Regions from separate parts of the Ovis aries genome. Here region 2 is linked to region 1. The links are chromatin contacts, called in public Hi-C maps. All regions are on one chromosome and are shown on one strand. Each heading gives the region's core, a stretch centred on a gene start, on an enhancer-like site or on the middle of the called end of the contact. The rest is flanking DNA. Distances are from core to core; before and after follow the strand shown. Region 1 overlaps KAT6A (lysine acetyltransferase 6A). Region 2 overlaps IKBKB (inhibitor of nuclear factor kappa B kinase subunit beta).

Region 1 (5,860 bases), core at 1,585-4,084:
CATCTCTTGGCTGAGCAGTACTGTGGGTTTGCTTGTGTTGGACGTTTTTATATTGATGTACCATTGAGCTCTCTGACTAGTCTATTTCTTTTCCAGGCTTTTTCCTCCGCCAGTCCCTTACATATTGGTGTTCTTGGCTCTCCTTTCCACCTGTTGTCCATGGGAAAACCCTTCAACTGATGGCGTTACAGCTATTTTGTATGTATAGTCAGCGCTCAAGGTATCTGCGGGTTCTGGATTCCAGATTCAACTGATTTGGATCCACAGTTGGTTGAATTCAAGAATGTGGAACCCAGGGATATGGAAGGCTGACTATGACTTCTAGATTTTAATTTCCAAATCAACCTTTCTCTTGAGCTCCAGATCCATGGACATTGCTCCTTGGATGTTTCATAGGCATTTTAAGCTCTATTAAGACCCAAACTAAGTTCATTCCACCTGGCTCCCAAATCTGATTCTCTGTGATTCTGTGTTTTCTTTCAGCATCCCCTTCAGGTGTGCCGGCTCCTGTCAGATAACTCTAGGAAGCCGTTCCCTGGCCCCGCTTGCACCTCCTTGATCACCTGGTCCTTTGTCTCCCACTCTTGTCCTTCTGCCATGATACCTGTAGACACTCTGTCTGCTCTCCCCAGTGGACTGAAAGCATGTGGAGGGCTGTGTGTCACTGTCCTGCACCCTGCTCAGCGGAGTTGAGAGGTGACTGAGAGTACCTCCCGATGAAACACAGCTGAAATCAGGCTCATCGGCTCTTTCCTTTCCTCCTGACTTTCTTCTCTAGGATGACTGTCGTAGTTGATGATGTTACCACCTTTTCAGTTAAGTTGTTGTTGTTCCCTTGCTGGGTCGTGTCATGTTTAATTCATTTCCTTTTCTGTTACTTCCACTGCTGGTCGCTTTCTGAGCCCGTAGCTGGTTCTGCATTTCCATTCCCTTTTCCCCAGTCTGCCTTTTTTATTGATACAGGGCTATTTTTCTCAAGTACAGGTGATCGTCTCTTGGTTCAGTAACTTCTTGTTCTTTTCTGCAGAGTGAAGTCCAGCTTCTTTATAAGACATTCAGTGGCAGTCTTAAAGAACTGATCTAGCCTCTTTCTCTCTTGTCCCCTCACGCGCCGCCCCCCCCCCCCCCCCCCGCTTATCACAGAAACTCTATCTTTAAAGTACTAGCCTTGGCAGACTGTACATCGAAGCTCACCTTGGTTACACTGCCTGTACTGCCCTTCTCTCCATCCACTGCTGTGGAGGAACCTAGAGACTGAGGTTTAAACCTGCTTTTAACAGTTACTATCTGTTGTCTTTGGAGAAGCTTGTTAGATTACCATAACACCCATGTATTAAGTACTGGCACTTAATATGTGTTGTCTTGCTCATTCAGCCCGTCTCTTCCAGACCACATTGGAATGTATTTTTCCCATTTGCACAGAGCTCTGTTTGTCTCGTTGCGCTAATGACCTGCTTTTCATTATGATTGTTATTATTTTTCTCTTACATCACATGCCTTGTAAAGGCTAATACTATGATTCTTGTACTTAATTTAGTTGAATTTTTCATTCTTAGGTAGTTGATTACTTTGCTTAACCCATATTGGGTCATTTAGTTTCTAAGTGACCAACTGATTGGGGTATGAGTTTTTAGACCAAAGTTGCCAGTGTCAGGACCATTTGTAAAAACCCACCTACTTTGTGAGTTGGAAATTTCGGAGGGGTATACATTTGTGCCAAAGTCATATGCAACTCTTAAAGGAATTTAAATTGTGCTTCTACTGTCTTTATGTTAACACTAAAGAAAAGCCCCAGTACTGAGTGAATTGTGTTTTTCTTTGCAGCCGGTTGCTGAACCCATCCCCATCTGTAGTTTCTGTCTTGGCACAAAAGAGCAAAACCGAGAAAAGAAGCCAGAGGAACTCATCTCCTGTGCGGACTGCGGCAACAGTGGTAGGTGACCCTCTCTGTGCGTGCGGTCTCACGGGGTTTGTCAGGCAAGAGCATGTTTAGCTGGAAATTGTACGCTTGATCCTTAAGAGAGTCACATTTGCATTTGATTCTGGTTTTAGGGACCTGAGATGAGCTTCTAGATGAGGGAAGAGTTTAAATGTATACTTGAAATGTTTGATTCAGTTAACTTAAATCAGGTCTTAGTAGCTGTTTTTTTATAAGAAGTGTTCCATAGACTTCTTTTTGTTTCAGTTAGTCTTTTTTTATTTTTTTCTGTTAGTCTTTATATTTGACTATCCAGCATCTGTTCAAATCATAGCAGTCAGTTGGAAGTTATTGCTGGTTTCTTTAATAATCACTACTCACCCTTGATTTATGCCTCAGCCTTCGTGAATAGAACCAGGATAACAGATTTTTTTTTTTTTTGACATAAACTTACATATGTCACATTGAGAAACAGAGTGTTGACTGCAATTTAGTGAGCTGTGTGAAATTTTGGGCTCTAAAAAAGATTTTTCAGAGTCTCCTAATTTGTTAATTTCAGAGACATTCTTTGTCTACATTTTAAGAACTAATGAAGCTTTGTAGTATCTTTGATCATTGGCTTGATATTCAGTGTGTTATACCAGTATCAAACAGGATTTAGTCCAGAAAGCAGAAAACACTACATGCTTCAAGAGGAGAGGAATTCGATACCAGAATAAGGTTTTTGTAAGATTGTTGGAAGGGCTGAAGAGGCAAGCTCTGGACGGGCCTTGAGGCCTGATTCCCGGGCCAGAGGTGGCCCACCGGAGAGAAAGAGCCCGGTGGAATGGCAGCGGCTTTCACTCTGACCTTAGCAGGCAGGTGGCCGCTGCAGCAGCGTCCTGTTTGGTGCAGAGAGGACTCACAGGGTGTGAGCCGGCGGTGTTGCCAGGAGGGCTGCATGGCTGTCACAGTAACCAAGGAAGACCATGGATACGGTCAAGTGCATGAAAGTTGGGCATTTTCCACATTGAAAGCTAAAGTACCCCAAATTTTAAACAGTAAGAATTGTTTGAGAAAAATAATTGTGTTAAACATTTGGCAAAGGGCCAAAAGCTATGAAGTACAAAGAACGCATTTACATTTTTAAAGTCCAAGGGGCAAAGGAGATGAATAGGCCATTTATGTGACAGAAATTAAGAGTTGAGCACATTAAAAATGTTTTCCCCAAATAATAATAGGAAGACCCACCAAAGTAGCAGTGAAGTGTTATTTTATAGCTTTTATAAAACTTGAAAGATAAGAGAGCCCAAACTGGAGCTGATAAAATTGTGGTAAAAGGTTTGTACGCTGCTGATGTCACTGGATATTACATCGTAGGGCTTGGAGCATGTTTTGGCAGGGCAGATCTACCTCTCAAGCTATAGAAATGTTTATTTCATTTCGCTTGCCAATTCCTCTTTTAGGAATTTATTCTAAGGAATTAACTTAAAAGAAGGAAAGAATCTGTAATCATGAAATAATTCATTTTAGTATTCTAATAACTGTTATGGGTTAATTGTGTAAATATTTACAACAGGCAGATGATCAGGTAGGTTCTAGTGTGTCAACTCTGGAGTATAATCAGTTTAAGGAATGTAAATATAAAGTTTGCTTGAGTAAAATAATGAAAAGCAGAGCAAAGCTGCACATATCCTATAATTAAAACCATTCAAGGGCTTTAGTTAGTTTAGAAAGGAAAAGTAGAACATGAAAATAGCTCTTCTGGGATGATGAGATTACAGATGCGATCTTTTTACACTTCTGCCATTTTTCTTGGATGTTAGTGATGTTTCGATGATAAATTTATTATCTCTTAAAAAAGAAAGTTTATTGATAGAAAACAGAAAGATAATTTAACCAACCCTTTCTCTCACTGAAGAAAAATAAACATAACCAGTTTTTAGAGGAAACATAAATCTTTACGAGCAAATTGGCTATCCTGTTTTTGAGAATCAAACTGATTGTAACTCTTGAGAGAGGAACCTTTTTTTTCCTGTTACTGTTAATTCTGATCACAGTGGAAATATTGCTTAGGGTTAGTTTTATCTTGAGTGCCTTAAGTCATGAGCACATAACTCGCTTTTAAATGATGGGATTTTAAAAATTTATTTATTAGTTATAAACGTAACACATTATTGTTTAAAAAATGTGAGCACAGAAGGGTATAAAGTGAAATGTAAAATCCCTTTCCTGAAAAATATTTATAGCGCTGCATCCTAGGATGTTACAGTTGTAAACAGTTTTTGTGTTTATTCTTCCAGAAATGGCCCAGGCACATCATGCGTTCATATACATAGGACCATGTGCGCACACACAGTACTTTAATTCATGCAGCCTTAATACAAGTTTGGAGTTTTTCAGGTTTTTTAAAAAATCAAATTGGGAGGGGCTGGTGTATGTAGCGCTCATAAAACTGAACTGGAGTGTCAGGTCCTGGTGAGGCGCGTGTGGCAGGCTTCCCGGAGCTCCTTGTTTTCCTTGATGTTTTGATTTAAGATGATTCCCTTTTTTCTACAGCATTTCTTTCATACAGTTGCAGAGCGATTCTTGATTGTTCCGTTTGCCGCTTTTCACCTTTCGTTAGGTCATCCATCCTGTCTGAAGTTTTCCCCCGAGCTGACGGTTCGAGTGAAGGCCTTGCGGTGGCAGTGCATCGAGTGTAAGACGTGCAGCTCCTGTCGAGATCAAGGCAAAAATGCAGTGAGTAGCTTTGCCTTCCATTGTGAATATTCCATTTAGAAGTAGCGTGCACAGCTGGCATTTTCTTCTGTGTATGTTTGATTATTTTCAGTCACTTGGTTTAGCAGAATTTAGAACAGTAGCCTCTTAAAGTTCACATCATTCGTTTAGAGAACTTGCTGAGTGATGAATGAGCAAGTATTGAATAATTCTTGAATAATTTCTAGGCAGTTTTCTACCCCACTCCCCAGTTTTTTTTGGCCAAACACTGCAGCTTATGGGATCTTAGTTCCTTGACGAGGATCGAACCTGGGTCCCCCAGCCGTAGAAGCGCAGAGTCCTCGCCCCGGGACTGCGAGGGAATTCCCAGATTTCTTGGTAGTTACTAAAGCACTTTAATTGTATGTTTGCAGAGAGACTAGCTACTTTAAAGAAATACTTGGCGAAATTTGAGTCTTATGGAGGTATTCATTTAGGAATGATCAGTTGTATTAATTACAGTCATCTTCCTCTCTCTTTTATTAAAACAGACTAAAAACGTTATCTTGTATCTGGCTACTGGACGCACATTTTTTTTAGAAGTAATGAAGCCTTAGTTCCTTGTTAAAGATGGATGAAGCAAAACTTTTTGCTAACTCAGGCTGTGCGTTTCCTCAACTACTACAGATTAAGGGAACTTTTATTACTAGGTAACTCATCTCCTCTGTGGAAACGAGCCCCCTAGGTTTCGTAAAGTCATGACCCTACTATGTTTCTGTTTCATGTGACTGAGCAGAGCTGTTCTTTCTCTGCTTTAGGATAACATGCTCTTTTGTGATTCCTGTGACCGGGGTTTTCACATGGAATGTTGTGATCCGCCACTCACTCGGATGCCAAAAGGTAAGAGACACTTTCCGAAATCAAGCTGGCGATAAGGGGCAGGGTAGTGAAAGCGCCTTTTAACCTACTTTATTGAAGTGAAAGAATAGCTTGCATCTTCCCCTCTGGGCTGGCTTGAGTGGAGAGCTGTGGCCCTAAGGATGGGACAGTCTCATGACGTTCTTATGTGGTGTGGCTTTAGTATTAGTTTCCTCTGTTTTCAGTGTTTACGCATCCATGAGGGTAAAGGTGTCCATTTACCAATTTTTGCCAGCCCTGTAACTAGAGGGCAAAATACTTGACTTATATAATACTTTGAAATATTTATTTCTTGAAGAAGTGAAATTCTATTAGGTCATGTTGATTATATCACAACTCATCACC
Region 2 (5,860 bases), core at 888-3,387, 260 kb before region 1:
CTATCAGTCCAGATCCTTCCAGGAAGTTCCAGCTCAGCTCCTCCACAGGGGACCCCATCCCCGTCCTCCAAAGACTCATGGAAACTGAGCCGTGCGCCTTGGCGTTGGGCTGCTAGCTGCTGTCTCCTGAACCATCTCCCAGTTCTGTTAAGATGACCTGATGGCTCATATTCTGGCTCTGAGACCAGACTGCTATGCTGTTCAAAATGCAAAGGTTTATTTGTTGGCAAAAACACAGTGCCAGGCTAAAGAAGGACAGGCAAAGAGCATAAGGGGCAATTCCCTACTCTTCAGAGGTTTACGGCTGACCAGGAGCTAAGCCCTCTGCCAGACCAAACGCCTGCAAGGCAGAGCCACCACGGGTGAGGAGGGCGACAAGTGTGCTGGGAACCGAGGAGGTGACTCCAGACGGGTGGGGTGGGGACGGTGTGCTAAGACCGAGATGGACGACGGCAGGACCAGGGTCAGAGCTGCCGCGGACGTCAGCCCCGACCCCCATCTTTAGAAAGGAAGGGCCGGCCGCAGAGGTGGAGGAGGAGAGGCCGGGGACGTACCTGTTGAGGTTGTTGGGGTGAGGCAGCGAGCTGGAGAACTTCACGGCCCCGTTCAGGTCCTCGCTCACCACGATGTCCATCTCGCTCTTCTGCCGGACTTTGGAGTGCCTGTGGACGTGGGGGGACTGTCGCGCTGTGTGTAGTGACCCTGATGTCAGCGGGCGTCCAACAGCCCCTTACACGGGTGACTTTCCACTTGACAACCAGACAGGATCCCCCAGGGGTCTACTGAACCACTTGTGAGGCCCAGCAACCCGCTGGGAAGCTTCTTTGGGAGGTTAAGGGCGTCGGTACTGCCCGGTGAGAGTCAGGAACCCGCGGGCTTGTACCGCTGTCTCCTGACCTCACCCCGGCCCATCCGGCTTGTTCTTTTACTTTCCATCTAACACAGAGAATGAAGACAGGACGTCTGCACCACGGTCCCTTCATGTACCACCTGCACACACCACGCACTTCCCTCTAAATGCAATGGCTATGCCTGACTTCTGAAGGCAAGTGAAGTGCTAACGTTTTCCAACTAGGAGACCCTTTAGACGTATCTGAAATAGTGTTTAAGGAAAAAAGATTTTAAACTGGCCTCACATATTCTCAGCGACAAGGGTGATGACAGGAGTCTGAACAACGCTTCGCAGAGAATCAAGCGCTGACAGTGAATGCACCCTTCTCTACCCGAGACCTCTGTGGGGTAGGCAGTTTTCAGCCCCCCATCCCCCACCCTCACCAGGTGAGGAAATGGCCTGCCCGAAGTCACACCACTAGAGAAAGACGGAACCAGGGGCTTGGAGCCAGGCCCAGCCGCTCCTGCTACTCTGTCTGAATGTCCGCATCCTTCCTTTCCAGAAAGACGTTAGAGATTCAGATGGAAAATGCTTTAGCCTGAAGCCTCATTGGCAGGGGGGGTAAACTGACCCACGTGGAGCACACGGAGCCTGAAGAGCCAGGGTGTGGCTCGAACCTGCCAGCCGGAAGCCACACTGTCATCACACGCGGTGGGATGGTGCTCTACAGAAACTCAGGTCTGTCCACGGGAAATTACACGGATAAATGAAAGGACACAGTGAGTGAAACGCTTACTGCTTAGGCTGGTCCTAAAATGTATTTTCAAGACTGGTCCTTCAAAGCAGCTTTATGATAGGATAATAAAGCTCAAATTGCATTTGTTCTGAAATTACTATCTATCTGCCGTTTGAGACGAGAGTGAAATTGTTGACGTTGCCTAAGGCATTACAGGCAGACCAGACAGGCACGTCTCACAGACTCTCGGGTTTCAGAGATGCGTGCTTGGAAGTGGTCACCTGGCCTCCCAGCAACGTGAGGGAGGCTGGCTCTGCAGACAGCAGGGCCATCAGGGATGGTTTCAAATGGCATTTCCTCTAGTTCTGATGGATTCTGATTCACCTTGCTATAAATAATGGAAACGCTCAACATTTGAACAGAACTGCAGTCATCCCTTGGCAAGTTAAAAACACGACGCGTGTACAGTTTGAAGCGGTCTGATTGTTAACGCAAGGAGCTAAGTCAGCGCGGCGGAGCCCAGCTCAGGGCGCTGCTTGTGCTACCGTAAGTCTCCACGGGAGGGCGCCCTCCGCCACGTCACCAGGCCCCTCGGGCACGGAGACCGAGCCTGGTTCATCCTTTCCTGTGTCTGGTGTGTAAACAGTGACCGAACTGGACTGCGTCACAGAAAGCTACTCTTCTTGAACGGATTTCAAAGACTACGTCTTGGTCTCACAAATAAACATTCTCATGATGTCAGTACCTGTGTCCTTTGAGAGAGCCTGTGTTTTTGGTACTTCCAGGAAGATACTGAGAAACGTGACATCAGCCAGAGCTGCCCCACAAAGGGGGCAGGGGGAGAGGACCTTTGCATGTTCCTGCTGGAGATGCTATTTATACAACCTTTCTGTGGAGCACGTTGTTAGTACAAACCAAAACCCTTGAACATGTGCACGATCTGGTAGGTTGATCCCATTTCTAGGAACTTATCCCAGGGAAATAACTGTGGATGGACCGGGATTTCCCGGAGCTGTTTTAGTTAAGTGTGAAAGGCAGGTTCTATGAGAGTACATATGGTAACCCACTTTGTTTTTTGAACAAACACAGACACACAGAAGAAGAGTCTGGAGACGGAGGAATGTTAGCGGCGGCGGGAGGAAATTCTCAGTGTAAAACCCTGGAGGAGCACTCACAGGGCGGCGTGCCTGCGACGTCATCACCGAGCTGAGAAGGGGTGAAATCCACCAAAGAGCCAGCGGGCAGATACATGCCCGCTCACTTGTGGGTGTACAAAACATCCCCGAGGTGGACCCAAAGCCAACAGTGCCAGGCGTCTGTGGGTCGGGGGGAACCAAGCAGGTGGCGAGGGATGACCTTTCCCTCTTCTGCTTTCTAAAGGATGAATCCCGTGAACTTAGAGCTGCTCCAAACACTAAGACTGGAGGTAAAGAATTCTGGACAATGGCACTATTGCTTCAGTTAGCGTGTGGTCCCTCAAGGAATCACTGTGAATGAACCCTAATTGGTTCAAGGGAACACTAACTTTTAAATGATGCGTTTCAGTAATGATTAACTTTTATGTATATAATGAACCACATATTAGTATTACAATTAGAAGAAAAGTTTAAAAATACAGAGTAGTTTTTAAAACCTTGATCATATTCCTTATTAGAAAGTATCTTTTCGGCAGTGTACTTGGTTCACTGTCTGATGCTTTTAAAACCAAATTTCATAGTTTCTGGTCTTATGTTTAGAACTTTAATCCACTTTGAGTTTATTTTTGTGTATGGTATTGGAAAGTGTTCTGGTTTCATTCTTTTATCAATACAGTATATTAACACATATATATGGAATTTACAACGATGGTAACAATGATTCTATTTGCAAAGCAGCGAAAGAAACACAGATATCAAGAACAGACCATTGGACTACGTGGGAGAAGGCGAGGGTGGGATGATATGAGAGAACAGCCCTGAAGCGGGTATACCACCATATATAAAAAAAAAAAAAAAAACTATACTGAGGCGCAGTAAGATTTGTCAGCAATAAACTTTCACATACATACGTCTCATTATTTGTCATGTGAACATTCCTTTTGTTTACCACCACACACACACACACACACACACACACACACTCTGTAAACACACTGGCTTCCTGCCCTGCGCAGAGCAGTCATTTACACGGACTGGATTTAAGGCTGTTAAGGTTCAGAATCCAGGGCTCTTGGAGCTCAGGCTGTGCTCACGCCGGGTCCCCACAGGACTTCCTCGGGGTGACAGGTCACAGGGGTCTCAGGCCTGGCCTGGGGCACCCCACGAGACCGGGAAGGTGAGGTGCTGTCTGGCAAAGGCGGGGGACACCCTCCCGGGGGGCGGGCCCACGGCTCACTCACCACTGCACTGGCTGCCAGTTGGGCAGGAATGGCCGGAAGCCAGTGATGCACTCGAAGGCCAAGGTGCCGAAGCTCCAGTAGTCCACCGTCACCGTGTACTTCTGCTGCTCCAGCAGCTCGGGGGCCTGTGAGGTGGGGGGCACGCTCGAGCTGAGCCGTAGAGGGGCTGTCACGGCGGGGGCGCCCGGGCCTGCCCCATACTCCCCGGACCCCGCACTGAGAGGCCACCATGGCGGGGGCGCCCGGGCCTGCCCCACGCTCCCCGGACCCTGCGCTGAGGGCCACCATGTTGAGGGCACCTGGCATCCGGGCCTGCACACGCTCCCCGGACCCCACGCTGAGGGAGGAGGTGGCCACGAATCAGGCAGTGGAACCTAGACTCTCTGATCTCATCCCATCCCGGGGCTGAAACAAGGGCCTGCGGCAGGGGCGAGGGGGGGCTGAGGTGTGCTGTGCACCCTTCTCCCAGGCACCGTGCAGGACCACAGGGGAAGTGATCCAGGCCACACACACCCAGGCATAGTGTATGCAACGAATGCCGGCCAGCCCCCTAACGAGGTCCACGGTCCCTGATGGGACAGAATGTCACAGTCGAGCAGGAAAGGCCAGCTCCCCAAGCAGTCAACCTGGGGTGACAGGAAGCTTCCCAGCACAGGTGGGGTGTGGCCGGCTCGGGATGCCCGAGAGCAGACGTGCCAGAAAGGACCCTGAGGAGCGGAGGTGCGCAGGCAGGACACGAAGGACCACAAGCCAAGATGAAACGTGTGGGACGATCAGGTCGGCCTCTGTGTCTGGTTCTGGACAGAAGTTCTGGCCCCGCAAATCATCAGAGCTTGGGCCCTGCATTCATTGCCACTGAGCCAACAAGGGGTCCAGAGGACACAGGGCAGGACCCCCAGGACCTACTCCGTGGGCAAAGGTGCTGAGTCACAGCCCCAGGTCCCCACCCTGAAACCTCTACCCCCCCAGAGCAGGGGATAAAAGGACCACGTCCACTGCCCAGCGGGGGTTAATGGGAAGTGTGGACGCGCTCACAAGGACCTCAGTGACTGCTTTTTCTCTTTTTTATGTAAGACCCAGGTAGCCTGTTTAAGCCCATGGAGCCCAGTGGCTTTCAACTTTCTTTCCTTTTTCTTTTATGAACTGCAGACTCCGTTATTCAGCCTACATTTCCTGGTCATCATTTGCATGCAATCTATCACTAAGTCCTGCTGAGCCTGTTCCAGGCCTTGTGTTTTTTGTTGTTGTTATTTGTTTGCTTGTGGTTTTTTTGCCACACTGCGTGGCTTGTGGGATCTTAGTTCCCTGACCAGGTATCAAACTCTGGCCCTTGGTGGTAAAAGTGCGGAGTCCTAAGCTCCCTGTAGAGGCCCCTCTCTCAGGCACTTCTTGAGCCGTCCTCCACATCCTGATGGCTGCCCACCAGCTCAGACTAGCCCACCCCAACGGCCGCTATACCACTCGCCCACTGCCTGCAACTCACCCTCCACATTGTGCCAAGTGTGGTCTCTTCCAAAGGTAAACCTGGTTCCTCTCACGCCTAAGACCCTTCACAGTCCCTCCAGAGGTTTCAGGATCAAGTCTGGAGTCTCTAACGCAACCAGAGAGGCTCTGAATGACCTGTCCCCCACCTTCCTCTCCAGCCTCAACCCGAGATGGCCTCCTCCTTCTCTGGTTCCGGCCATGCCTCCCGGGTGCCTCCTGCTGCCCCACCGCCTGGAACTCCCTCTTCGCCCCCAAGTCCCTGGACGTGCAGGCAGCACCAGGCCCTCCTAGCATGTCGCCACGCCCCATGCTCTCTCTCCCTTAGCAGTCCTTATCATCCCTCCAATCGCTTCACTATCTGTGTATCAGGGCCATGTCCGCCTTCCTCCTAAACTCTAAAACAACACTCGCAGCATGTCTGCAGGAAGAG

Evidence for each region. A called contact is a pair of places that touch in the nucleus more often than the background predicts.
Region 2: a Hi-C map of hypothalamus shows a contact between it and region 1, with 2.0 times the contacts expected there. The contact joins two enhancer-like sites. A contact is called at or near these places in 6 of 16 Hi-C or Micro-C datasets (blood, hypothalamus, liver and 1 more).

The regions. Positions count from the first base shown.
Region 1 is chr26:36,230,380-36,236,239 of ARS-UI_Ramb_v3.0, reverse strand. It overlaps KAT6A (lysine acetyltransferase 6A), which reads left to right. Exons shown (of 17, transcript XM_027962617.2): 3 at 1,825-1,933; 4 at 4,524-4,639; 5 at 5,416-5,497. Among named protein-coding and RNA genes, the nearest start is that of KAT6A, 54 kb to the left of the region's middle. Within about 2 kb of position 2,834, at least 3 of the 54 cell types and tissues checked have an H3K27ac peak or open chromatin away from gene starts, as enhancers often do. A contact at or near this core is called in hypothalamus, where this site is marked.
Region 2 is chr26:36,487,243-36,493,102 of ARS-UI_Ramb_v3.0, reverse strand. It overlaps IKBKB (inhibitor of nuclear factor kappa B kinase subunit beta), which reads right to left. Exons shown (of 22, transcript XM_042241397.2): 8 at 3,946-4,070; 9 at 555-662. Among named protein-coding and RNA genes, the nearest start is that of TRNAE-UUC, 12 kb to the left of the region's middle. Within about 2 kb of position 2,137, at least 9 of the 54 cell types and tissues checked have an H3K27ac peak or open chromatin away from gene starts, as enhancers often do. A contact at or near this core is called in hypothalamus, where this site is marked.